Regions from separate parts of the Mus musculus genome. Here region 1 is linked to region 2. A link is a contact called in public Hi-C data. All regions are on one chromosome and are shown on one strand. Each heading gives the region's core, a stretch centred on a gene start, on an enhancer-like site or on the middle of the called end of the contact. The rest is flanking DNA. Distances are from core to core; before and after follow the strand shown.

Region 1 (5,929 bases), core at 1,361-3,860, 130 kb before region 2:
AGCTAAAGTTGGCTTCAGTCTGTCGAGTTGCCCCCAGGCTCCATCTTAAGCTCTCTCCGGAATGCTTGGCCCTTACTGGCACTAATGCAACGTAGGCAAAGATCACTTATTGCTGCTGACATTTGTGGTGACCTCATCAGGATTCTCTTTCCATTTTGCCTCTCTCCACCTCAATTATTATTTACTCTTTGTCTTAGATTTTCTTTCTCCATTGTGCCACAGGCTCCTTTCAACATTTAGCATTGTGCCCTGTTTTGCAAATTTGAAAGATTATCTCTACTTTTGTTTCCATCCTAAGTATATGCCTCTTTTTTTTTTTAGCAGTGCTTTTATACAGTTCAAACTGACAATATGCTGATATTCATAAAATATTTCAGACTGAATACAAACTCTGGGGCCACACTCCTGCGTAGTCAGTGGTCCATGGCTGCTAGTTCCATCTGCTACAGTGGGCAGTGTGGACATTCCAAACTCTGTTTTGTTCATACCTGTGGCCATTTCAATGAAAAAGCTTTAAACAAAAGCATTTCTATACTAAGAGGTACAGGGGACACAAAGGGAGAAAGGTAGCAGACCTTGTGGGTCTTGTACTATGACTGGTAAATAAAGACATATGCGTGAGGAACAGCCAGAGACTCCACCACCACCAGTCTGCACATGAAAGTGTTGCTGAAAATCTTGGAGAGACCCACATTGGGCACCAGATGATAAGAAGGAAATTGGAGTTCTCCCTTTGGGTCTTTAGTCTCCTTAATAAGTAAATTTTAAAACAGACTCTCAAGGGCCAGACTTTGAGAGAAAAGTACCAGGGTGTGCAAACTATGAATGTCAGCAGCTGCTGGAAGGAGGGAGACAGAGGAGAGAAAGACATAACTTTTGATGCAGGCTTACATGTTCAGCAATGGATGCCAGCAAGCAACACCACGACTTAGCAGCAGGCAGGCTTACCAGAGCTGCATGGTGGTAGCTGTATGGGTGAGAGAACAGAGGACAGGGTTCCTGGGAAGGGAAAGTACATTACCTCATTAAGGTAATAATTACTCGTCCCATCTCTTTAATGTGGCTTTAGGTGAGTAAGCCTCTTTAAAAGGTTGCCTTTTGTCCACACGATCAACAGACCCATCTAGATGAACTCTTAATGGAAGATACAGCAATATATAATGTTCTACTCTTTGGAGCAGTTCATGATGTCATATCTTCACCCAGGACCAAAGGCAGATTCCATTAGGGAAGGTCCATCCTGGAAGTTCTTTAAGGCTCCTGTAACATTGATCTATTAATTGGGGAGACCCTAATGTCACTTAGGAGTGGGCTAAAATTGGGGAACAAATATAATCCGTTTCATGAAAATTCAGAGATCCAGCCCCAAAGCTGACCACCAGGGGGAGTTCATGTCTGGACTGGAGTCTCAATGACACAGATACAACGTCTAGACCAGTGGTTCTCAACCTGTGGGTCTCACCCTGCATCTCAGATATTTATAGCATGATTCATAACAATGAATTAATTTTGTGGTTGGGGGTCACCACGACACGAGGAACTGTATTAAAGGGTCGAAGCACTGGTAAGGTTGAGAGCTAGTGTTCTAGGTGGAAACGCTCATTTAGGAGAGAAGAGAGAACAAGGAACCAAGTACCAGAGCTCTACTCTGGCCTCCAGCAAGGACTTTCCTAGGTCCGCTGCTCTCTGAAACCTTGCCTTAAGCTGCCGAAGCAGTTTTTTTTTTTTTTTATCTCCTGTTCTCATCAAAAGTGACACTCTAAGATGATTTCATCAGAAGCCTCCCCACTGGCAAGGACCAAGGCGGATGGAAGTCCTTGCAGAAGTTTTATGGGAATGACGTTCCTTCTCCTGTCTATGCTTCTCTTCAGGAGCCAAGTCTACCCTTCTGTCAACTCTTTTTGTATGTGTGCATGTGAGGGGCTGGGGAGTGAGGCCAGATCGTACTGGACAAGTGTCTATCACTGAGCTACACACCCAACCCCATCAATAACACCTGCTTCTTTAAGTGTTTAAATTCCTTTAGTGTGGGCTTAGATGGTCCTTACTTGGTCTGTTTCCAAACAGCATAAAATCGTTGTTGTTAATCGTTGTTAACAGGGATTAGTTGTTGTCCTTGTTAACAGGGATTACTGATTTTTTTTTTTTTTTTTTTTTTTACATTCACTGAACAGATACCCAGACACCTGGCCTTAGGGAGCTTTGGTTGACCACAGGAACCAGCGAGTGCCTGAGAGCTGTAACCTGCAGAGGCTGTCATCTGGGTGGTCACCTGGCAGGGGGCTCCTAGTAGATGCCCATTGTCTGGATAGCTGATGTAATTCAGCCTTGAGTATGAAAATTCACCCTCCTCACTTGCTTGTCTTAAAGATGCATTTCACAGGTTCATAAATTTGAAAAGTTAAAGAGTGTGGGCAAGCTCCCTTCTTAGGGGAAGAATGCCTCATTGTGAAGAGTTCCGAGTAGAATTTCTAAGATTAGTAGGGATTACACAGGACAAAAGAGAAGCCAAAGCAACCTGCATCTGCTAGCAGCTGGGGATGAGTCAGGTTTTCTCAGGACCGGGCACATTTCTCTGTACACTGCTTATTTCCTATAAGACAAGTGTGACACACAGATAAGAATGGGGGCTGAGGTAATGCAATTTACCAGAGCATGCTTCCACTCAACGGATGTGCTGCCAACTGACTCTCTCTTAAACTGCTCTTAGCTGCTTCCATGCCGAAGCATGTCACAAGTAATTACCATCAAGAGATCGAAAGCAGCTCTGTGTGTGTTTGCGCGTGTGCACACATGCAAGTACATGTGTGTGTCTGACATGTCTGTCTACCTGTCTGCATGTTTGTCTGTTTGAGTCTGTCTGTCTGTGTGTCTTTCTGTGTGTATGTGTGTGTGTGTGGTTGTGTACGTCTGTGTGTGTCTGTTTGTGTGCATGTGTGTGTGTGTCTGTGTATGTGTTATGTGTGTGTATCTGTGTCTATGGGTCTGCTGTCTTTCCTAGTGGACAGAACTTGACCTTGTTTATTTAATCTAAAATATTGCACATACAGATTTTCTCTTTTTGTCTTTTTTTCTTTATGAGGTTATAAATTGATTACACAATTTCTTCCTTTTCCTCCTTCTGGCTCTTCCCATACACCTTCCATATTCCTCTTTGTCAGGTTTATTCTCTCTCTCTCTCTCTCTCTCTCTCTCTCTCACACACACACACACACACACACACACACACACACACTAATGGCTATTGAATGCATATATGCATGGCACATGGACTTTTAAGTTCTGCTCAGTTCAGAGCTTGGCATTTGTAATGATGAACCATTCGTTTGCTTTGTATCAATATTTGTCCAAATGAGTAGGTGGATCACATTGTGAGTAACTTTGGTTAATTTTAGGGCCAGTGTGGAATATTGAGCCCTCGGATGCCCAGGTGGTGGTGTAGGGATTTCTGGATACTAAAGGCCAAGTGTTTCCAAAGAGAAACAGGAATAGAAATTACTAAATTAGCAGAATCTTCTAGCACGGGTGCCCAGGCAGAGGGAGAATCTTAAAACTATAAAGACTCTTAACAGGCATGCTCTCTCTCTCTTAGCCCTTCATGCCTTTGCTGCCAGGAGAGGGCAACAGGGAGAAGGTTAAGAGTCAAACCAATCAAGTATGTATTGAAAGTGTGTGTTGGAAGCAGAGAGGATTCACTTGAAACGTGCTGAGTTGACAGCAGCTCGCTGGTGCCCCCAACTCCTCTCTTCCTGTGGGTCACTGTGAGGGACTGCCTTGTCTATAGTAAGCAAAATATTCCATGTGTAGGATTCCCCTCTGCAGGTAACCTGCTCCTCCTGGATGTGCTGGCAGGCCCCTGCATGGCAAGCAGGACACCGTAGTATTTCAGAGACAAAGAGCACAGCTCACCATTTAGGGAACCGAGCCACAGATCCCCATCCGTGGCTAGAAATAAGGCGGAACTCAAGTTAGACCACGCTAGAGAACAGGGGATGCTGGGAAGTACCCACGCGGTGCTTCCAGCCAGTGGTGTCGCCATTTACCAGTGAAAATGTATTTCCTTCCTGTAACTACAGACTCCGAAGGTGAGATAACTGAAAATGGAAACAGTGTAGCAAATCCGATATGTGAGCTATTTGGTCCTGTGTTAACTGCAGGGTGGTTTCCTCATTACGGCTCTTCGAATGTTAATGAATTTTCCCCTAGACTGAGAAATAAAACAGACATGCAAACCCTCTAGAGCTCACCCAGAACCAGAACACTGGCCAACCCAAGTGGCAGTGTATCTGTGATTTGTGATATTAAAGCTCAACAAAATTTGCTAAGTAGGGACTGGAAGAGATGGCTCAGTGGCAAAGAGCATCTTCAATGTGGACTCTGTGCCAATCACTCTTCAGGGACCATCCAAGCTGTCAGGACTGGATGGGGACTGCTAAAACTATCTGCCTTCTGTATCAGCCAGCATGCAGGTCAGCACTGCTGGACTACCCAGCCTCTGATGTGTAAGCCAATCTGATCAATCTCTCTTAATAATATACAAATTCTACAGGTTCTGCTCTGCAGGAAGCGGATGCGGCCGTATGGGCCAAGATGTTTACTGCCTTGCCCGAGCATGCGCGGTGAGGCTGCATGCGTGGGCTGCCTGCCAGGCTGGACTGTTCCTCATGATCCGGACCTGTCAGACTATCAGTGACCGACCTAGGCTCGTGCCTGGAGCATGTATAAATTCTGATTGGATGAGGTGGGGTGGAGCTAGAAGGAGGTCAGTCGGCACGAGTATAGGAGTTTGTTTTAGCCCTTGCCATGAGTAGAAGTAGTAGTAAGAGAAGTTGTTGTAATAAGAGTTGTTTTAGCCCTTGCCCTAAGTAGAAGCTAGTTGTAGTAAGAGAAGCTGTTGTAAGGGGAGTTTTGTAAGAAAAGCCGCAAGAAGGAGAACAAGTAAAGAATCTGTTGCGTGAACCCAACTTGGTGTCCATGTTGTTCTTGTCGCCGCTGGCTCGAAGGACTGCGTCAAGTGCCTGTATGGGGTCATCGTGTCGGTCAGCAATGGTAAGTAAGAAAATTTTAGTAAGCAGAGATAAGGAAATTTTGATAAGAGCAGCAGTAGGAAAATTTTGGTAAACAGCGGTAGGAAATTTTTGGTAAGCAGCGGTAAGGAAATTTTGGTAAGCAGGGGTAAGGAAACTTTAGTAAACAGCGGTAAGGAAATTTAGGTAAGTGGCCAGTTTAGAATCTCTTTAGTTAGACTGTAAGAGTCTGTGGAACTTTTGATACTTGAAAATGAGTGATCAGAGTGATGCCATCTTGTAAAGGGTGAAGGAAAATGCAGTTTCCATATGGAAGGCATTCAGATTTTAGTAGACAAGTCAAATAGATAGGATGGGTGTATCAAGGCCAGAAAGGAGAGGCAGAGCAGAGCAGAGGCAAATGTCCAAAGTGATCTAAATTATAGACCAGGCAGCTTTACATTTTAAAAATGGGACTTGCATAGATAGTACGGACAGGTAACCTCAGAGACTTGAGAAAAATTATCTACAAGGAGGGAACTACAGTGCCTGGCAGATAATTAAATCACCAGAAGGTGGTTGAAAAGTAAACTTATTCTGCTAGAGAGAGCAACACCTTGGTGGAAGGTTGGTGTATCTAAGCTCAGTTTCTTTTTGGAGAGGTTTGAAGTGATTGTCTCTCTTCGTGAAGGAGAAACTCAGTAAGGTTCCTGGGAAAAAAGGGACAAAGCATTAAGGGTCTCAGGTATAGAGACGAAGGTAAGGTTCCCAGGGGGAAAAAGGGGGACGAAGCACTAAGGATCTCAGATATAGAGACGGAGAGAATTTAAACAATATGGGTTCAACTGCGAAAAATGAAAGTAAAAATGTTAGCCATCTGAATCTTGGTCAGGGCGTGCTTGAGGGACGACAGTGGAAAGTAC
Region 2 (5,815 bases), core at 1,703-4,202:
TTTCCTTCTGGTAGTGTGAGAAACAGTCTGAGCAGTGGCAACTCGGAGGAGGGGAGAGTTTATTTCAGCTTACACTTCCAGGTCATAGCTCATCACTGAGAGAAGCCAGACAGGAACTCAGGGGAGAAACCTACAGACAGGAACCACAGAGCAACTGCTGCTTGCTGGCTCACTCTCTGGATCACTCACTGGCCTGTGCTTTTTATATATTCCAGGACCACCTGCCCTGGGGATGGGGCCAGCCACAGGGGGCTGGGCTCTTCCACACGATCAAGACAATCCCTCACAGAACTGCCCACAGACTCCCCTCCCCCCACAGACCTGATCTAGGAAGCCCCTCATTTGAGGCGTCTTCTCTCAGATAACTCCAGGTTGTGTCAAATTGACAATGTAAGCTAACCAGGACACTCAGTCTCCTGAAGCCTTCTCTGAGACACATCTACTTGCTATCAGAGCATCCTTTAACCCTTGCTGCATCAGTGTGTGACATGAACCACCCTTGGTCTGGGATGTTGCTCAGTGGTAGAGTGCTTGCCTAGTATGTGTGAGGCCCTGGGTGTGATCCCAGAACAGCAAACAAAAGAAACAAGCTGGTTTCAGCCTTTAATCTACAGCCACGTGCGCGGTTGTCATCTGTAGCCTTCTGGGTGTAACAAAAAGAGCAGTAGAAAGTGGAGGAAGGAAGAGTTATTTATGAGACCCACTCCAGGTTGCTTTTATTATTTTTACTGGATATTTTATGTATTTACATTTCAAATGTTATCCCCTTTCCTGGTTTCCCCTCTGGGAACCCCCATCTCATCTCCCCTCTCCCTGCTTCTATGAGGGTGCTCCCCCACCCACCCACCTACCCACTCCTGCCTTCCTGCCCTGGCATTGCCTTACACTGGGGCATCGAGCCTTCCCAGGACCAAGGGCCTCTCCTCCCACTGATGCCAGAAAAGGCAATCCTCTGCTACATACACAGCTGGAGCCATGGGTTCCTCCCTATGTACTCTTTGGTATGTGGCTTAGTCCCTGGGAGCTCTGGGCAGGGGGTGGGAGGGTGAAGGTGTCTAGTTGGTTGATATTATTGTTCTTCCAATGTGGTTGCAAACCACTTCAGCTCCTTCAGTCCTTTCTCTAACTCCTCCATTGGGGACCCCACGCTTAGTCCAATGGTTGGTTGTGAGCACCCACCTCTGTATTTGGCAGGCTCTGGCAGAGCCTCTCAGGAGACAGCTATAACAGGCTCCTGTCAGCAAGCACTTCTTCGCATCCTCAATAGTGTCTGGGTTTGGTGTCTGAATATGGGATGGATCCCCAGGTGGGACAATGTAGGGTCAAAGAGTGGAGCAGAGACTGAAGAAAAGGCCATCCAAAGACTGCCCAGATTGCTTTTATACAGGGTACTACATGGTGGAAGAATCTGCATGAAGGAAGTGAGCATTTACCAAATGTGGAGCGACCACTGGCTTTGGAAGATCAGGTCCTGGGCAGCTAACTACACTCCATCAGCTCCCGCTTCTGATGGTTGCCATTCTGCTGATGGAGTCGTTCTGCTTGGGTTCAGGGGACGTGAGTTCAGTTTTTGATTAGTTCTTGCTGAAGGAAGGATGCCGGATGACGTACAGCATGCTCCTGTACCCTCTGCGCACCAACAACCTCTGGTGGTATATTTCACGTGCTTTCTGTCCTTCAGGAGAAGTCATTGGCATAAAATGATCTCCAAGAGACTTCTTAAAGAATTATTTATATATATTACGTGTGTGTGTGTGTGTGTGTGTGTGTGTGTGTGTGTGTGTGTGTATTTTCCAGTTAGGAAGAGCACATGTATGTCACTGATAGGTTAAATCTTAGTCTTAACTGCAACCCAAAGAAGTAGGTACTATATGAACCCCATGCTGTGATGAGAAAACTGAGGCTTAGTAAGGTTAAGCAAAATGCATCACCCCACTGATCCAGGTCACACTCGTGGCCCTTGCTCTAGCCTGAGGTCCATACAATGGGATGTAGAAGAATAATCATCAGTTTCTTTGCATTTGTAGCACTATCCACCAAGAAGCTGGCAGCTGATTGACAAGGAGCTCCACCGTCAGTGGTCAGGGATGGCTGGTCCTGCTCCTTGCTCAGGGTCAGGATTCTCCCACTAGCCAGGCAAGCTTCAACCTGTTTGCCTGTCAGATCTTTATCTCCTGGAGTTCCTGGGAGTTTTCTGTCCCTGGAGACTTGGCTGGAACATTTCTTGTTTTGCTTTGATTTGTTTCAGGTTTGCTTGTTTTCCCTTCACTGAACTAAGTATTGATGTCAGAGCCTAGGCAAGAGAGAGCCTGCATCTCGTGGGCTCAATCTTGTTCTAGAGCTCAGAGCTGACACGGCGTGTCAGAGAGGCTGCTGTTGTGCAGTCTCGCAGCTGGGGACCAGGGCACACATGGCGGCTTGCGGTCAGACTATTGTATGGCTTTTTTGTTGTTGTTTATTGCCTTTGGAATAGGCAGATACATGAAATAATTGCACACCAAAGGGCAAGCAAATAGACTTCAGAACTGTCCCCAAACAATCACATCACCATCGACAAATCACATCAGTGACAAAACCCAGGCTTTCCCCTGCCTCAGAGGAGGCTTGAGTCCTTCAGGAAGTATTTGACAAGTAGGGATTAGATTTGTGCATCTATGAAAGCTCTGTGAGGATGGGGCTGAGGGGGTATCTCAGTCGATGGAGGGCTTGTCTAGCAGGAACCTTTGTTTAATCCCCAGCACCACAGAATCCAGGGCTGGTGGTGTGTGCCTGTAATTTCAGGACTTTGGAAGTGGAGGCAGGAGGATCAGGAGTTCAGGGACATCCTGACGATGTAGCAAGTTTAAAACCATCCAGGACTAGATGAAATCCTCTCTCAAGGGAGAGAAAACTGGAAATTTTTACATACGTAGGAAAGATTAGCCATTTTAAAGTCAGGACACCGTCCTCTGGCCTCAGCTCTCCCATGGACTGGGGGAAACACGGTCACTCTGGTCTCCTGGGTATCACCTAATTCCCAGGGCAAGGTTATGTATGTCACTGTCACCTAAGGATCATAGGATGTTTCCAGTAGCTTATGAACAATGGCTTTGCCGTTTGGACTTCAGCATCTACATATACTAATTAGCCACAGAAGAAAAGATTCCGCTGTGGCAACAAGAATCTAAAGACAAGATGGCTTTAAAACATGGAAGGCTTGTTTGTCTTTTTAATTTATGTAACAGAGGGTGGGTGTTACGAATCAGTGGGAGAGGAGGTTCTGATAACAGCTAGGCCATCTGCAGCGTTGTGAATGTGCAGGGTCGCTGTTGTTTTAGATCAGAGGCAATCCCTCCTGTTCATGTCCCATTGGTAAGAAATTAATCATTAGCTGTGCCGCAGCCCAGAGGAACTGGGTTGCCATAAGTGGGACAGCTGTGTGCCCAGATCTTCTGCTCACACAGGGGAAGAAGGGGACGTTGACTTTCATAGACAGCTGGTAATCTGCCACCACCAGCTCTTTCCTGGCTCCCAGAAAATCTCCATTTCCTACAGTGCTCCACCACTGTAACTGGAAGGCATGTGTGAGTGTAGAAGGTGGGTAACCTGCCATTTAGTTTATAGTGTGTAAGACTGCATGCAAGCACTCCAACCTGAGTTTGATCCTCTGAACACATACACAATCACACACACACACACACACACACAGAGAGGATGTATACTCACATGTGCATGCACATATGCAGACATTCACAAATATCACACATACATATACACACATTATATATACACACACATTATGCATAAGTAACATGTACACTCACGCACATTATATATACACATGCACATACATGCACACACATCACACATACATACACATCACGTATGTACATTATACATTCATATTATATACATATATATACACATACACACATTATGCACACACAAACATACATACATGCAGTATACACACATATACTATACATACACACAAACATATACATACATGAATATATGCACACACACACACATTATAATCACACAGTAATAAGACTATGAAAGAATCACATCTACCCAGGCAGAAAGGGCAGTGTGTTACCCAGAAACCATAACTTCCAGGTGGAGACTTACTGTACTCACGAAATACAAGCATCCATTCCAAGTCCACCCCAGAGCTAGCACCTGCTTTCTGTCCATCCTGCCGTCTCTGTTGGTTGAGCCACTTTGGTCTCCATAAGTGAGACCACACAGCACTGTCTTATGTTCATTAAATGGCATTTGTCAGAATTCCCTTTTTATGGCTGGCCTTGCACTTGTGACAACCCTTGAGTGCTGGGATTGCAGATGGGAGCCACCATGTCTGCCCCCCTCCAAAGCTACGTAATATTCCATTGTATGTAAAGTGCCAAACTTTTTCGCCCACTGATGGGCAGGCACTCGGCTTGTTTCTGTCTTAGGCTGCTGGGAATGCTGCTGCTCTAAGTGTGCGTTTACATGCATCTGTTCACATCGCTGGCTTCCATTCTTAGGGTTTGAATTAGGTGCTTTTCTGTTGCTCGGATAAAATACATGACCAAAAGCAACTTCGAGGAGAGAGGTGCTTACTTTTGGCGTACAGGTCTAGAGGCAGAGGGTTGTGGCAGAGGAAGGAACAAGCAGCTGTTGATCACATTTTTTTTGTCTACACACAGGAAGTAAGAGAAAGAACAGGCTATCTAAAACTTTAGAGTCTACCCCCAGTGACAGAATTCCTCCAGCAAGGGTCTTCCTCCTAAAGGTTCTGTAATCTTCCCAAGCAGGCCCAGCCACTGGGGATCAAATGCAACCATGCTGCTATGCGGCCGTGTGGCCATGTAGCCATGCTGCTGTGCAGTCATGCAGCCATGCTGCTGTGTGGCCATGCAACTGTGCAGCCGTGCAGCCATGCTGCTGTGTGGCCTTGCAGCCATGCAACCATCCAACTGTGCAACCATGCAGCCATGCAACCGTGCAGCCATGCGGCCATGAAGCCATGCATCAGTGCTACTGTGCATCCATGCACCCATGCTGCTGTGTGGCCATGCAGCCGTACAGTCATGCAGCTACTGCACTTTATTTCTAGCTTTTTCATCTCTCTGTTGAAATTTTATTGGGTGACAGACAGTTGGTATCTAAATGCCTTGGAACACATCTCTAGAAGGAAGGAACCTTGTCCCATTGTTGTGAAATGAATCTTTCCTCATATTCTTTGGGGCGAGTTTCCTCACAAAGCCACCCCTGCAAGAGAGGGTACTTATCATAGTACAGGTGAGTGGCCACTTCCCAGGTCATAGTAGGAGGTGAGCGGACAGTCTAGCACTATGCCAGCCTGTAATGAAAACTAATTGACCTCCGTTTTGCGTGGAGATGGGTGGAGCTGGACCTTTAATGATGTCACCAAGAACGTGTTCTTCTGCCTTCTATTCACCCATGGTCACTGTGGTGGCTTCGGATCCTCATGTTTATTGTCTCATGGCTACATAGCAGATGCCATAGCACCAGGTACTGGAGTTTTACTGCACCATCCCAAGTGAGAAAGAAGGAACATAGATGGAAAAAGTTTTCTTCCCATCATTGAGGATACAAACCCTTCCCATTTACCATCCAGGGCACTTCCTTTTGTACCTCAGTGGCCAGGTCCAAGAGAGTCTGGAATGGTAACTTGTCAAAGGAAGGTGAGGCGGCTGTTTGGCTTATCCAGTCAGGGCATATATGGTGTCCTTGGGCTGAGCACATTGCTGTCCTGAGTAAAATGAGATTGTTCTCAACTAGGAAGCAAAGTCAAATCATCCATACATGGGTAGTGCTTGTTGTTATT

The links. Hi-C and Micro-C count contacts between places; a contact is called where the count stands out from the background.
Region 1: a Hi-C map of the N1E-115 cell line shows a contact between it and region 2, with 7 times the contacts expected there. The contact joins two enhancer-like sites. A contact is called at or near these places in 5 of 484 Hi-C or Micro-C datasets (the N1E-115 cell line, cortical neurons, embryonic stem cells and 1 more), 1 of 115 datasets of contacts at active chromatin or transcription factors (embryonic stem cells) and 2 of 9 other capture datasets (adipose tissue and embryonic stem cells).

The regions. Positions count from the first base shown.
Region 1 is chr5:100,236,547-100,242,475 of GRCm38.p6, reverse strand. It overlaps the pseudogene Gm8091. Among named protein-coding and RNA genes, the nearest start is that of Gm36304, 22 kb to the right of the region's middle. Within about 2 kb of position 2,610, at least 37 of the 459 cell types and tissues checked have an H3K27ac peak or open chromatin away from gene starts, as enhancers often do. A contact at or near this core is called in the N1E-115 cell line, where this site is marked.
Region 2 is chr5:100,111,143-100,116,957 of GRCm38.p6, reverse strand. The region is part of intron 1 of Tmem150c (transmembrane protein 150C); the gene reads left to right. It overlaps Gm36167 (a long non-coding RNA gene), which reads right to left. Exons shown (of 4, transcript XR_880476.3): 3 at 5,623-5,740; 4 at 1,297-5,513. Among named protein-coding and RNA genes, the nearest start is that of Gm36167, 4.3 kb to the right of the region's middle. Within about 2 kb of position 2,952, at least 6 of the 459 cell types and tissues checked have an H3K27ac peak or open chromatin away from gene starts, as enhancers often do. A contact at or near this core is called in the N1E-115 cell line, where this site is marked.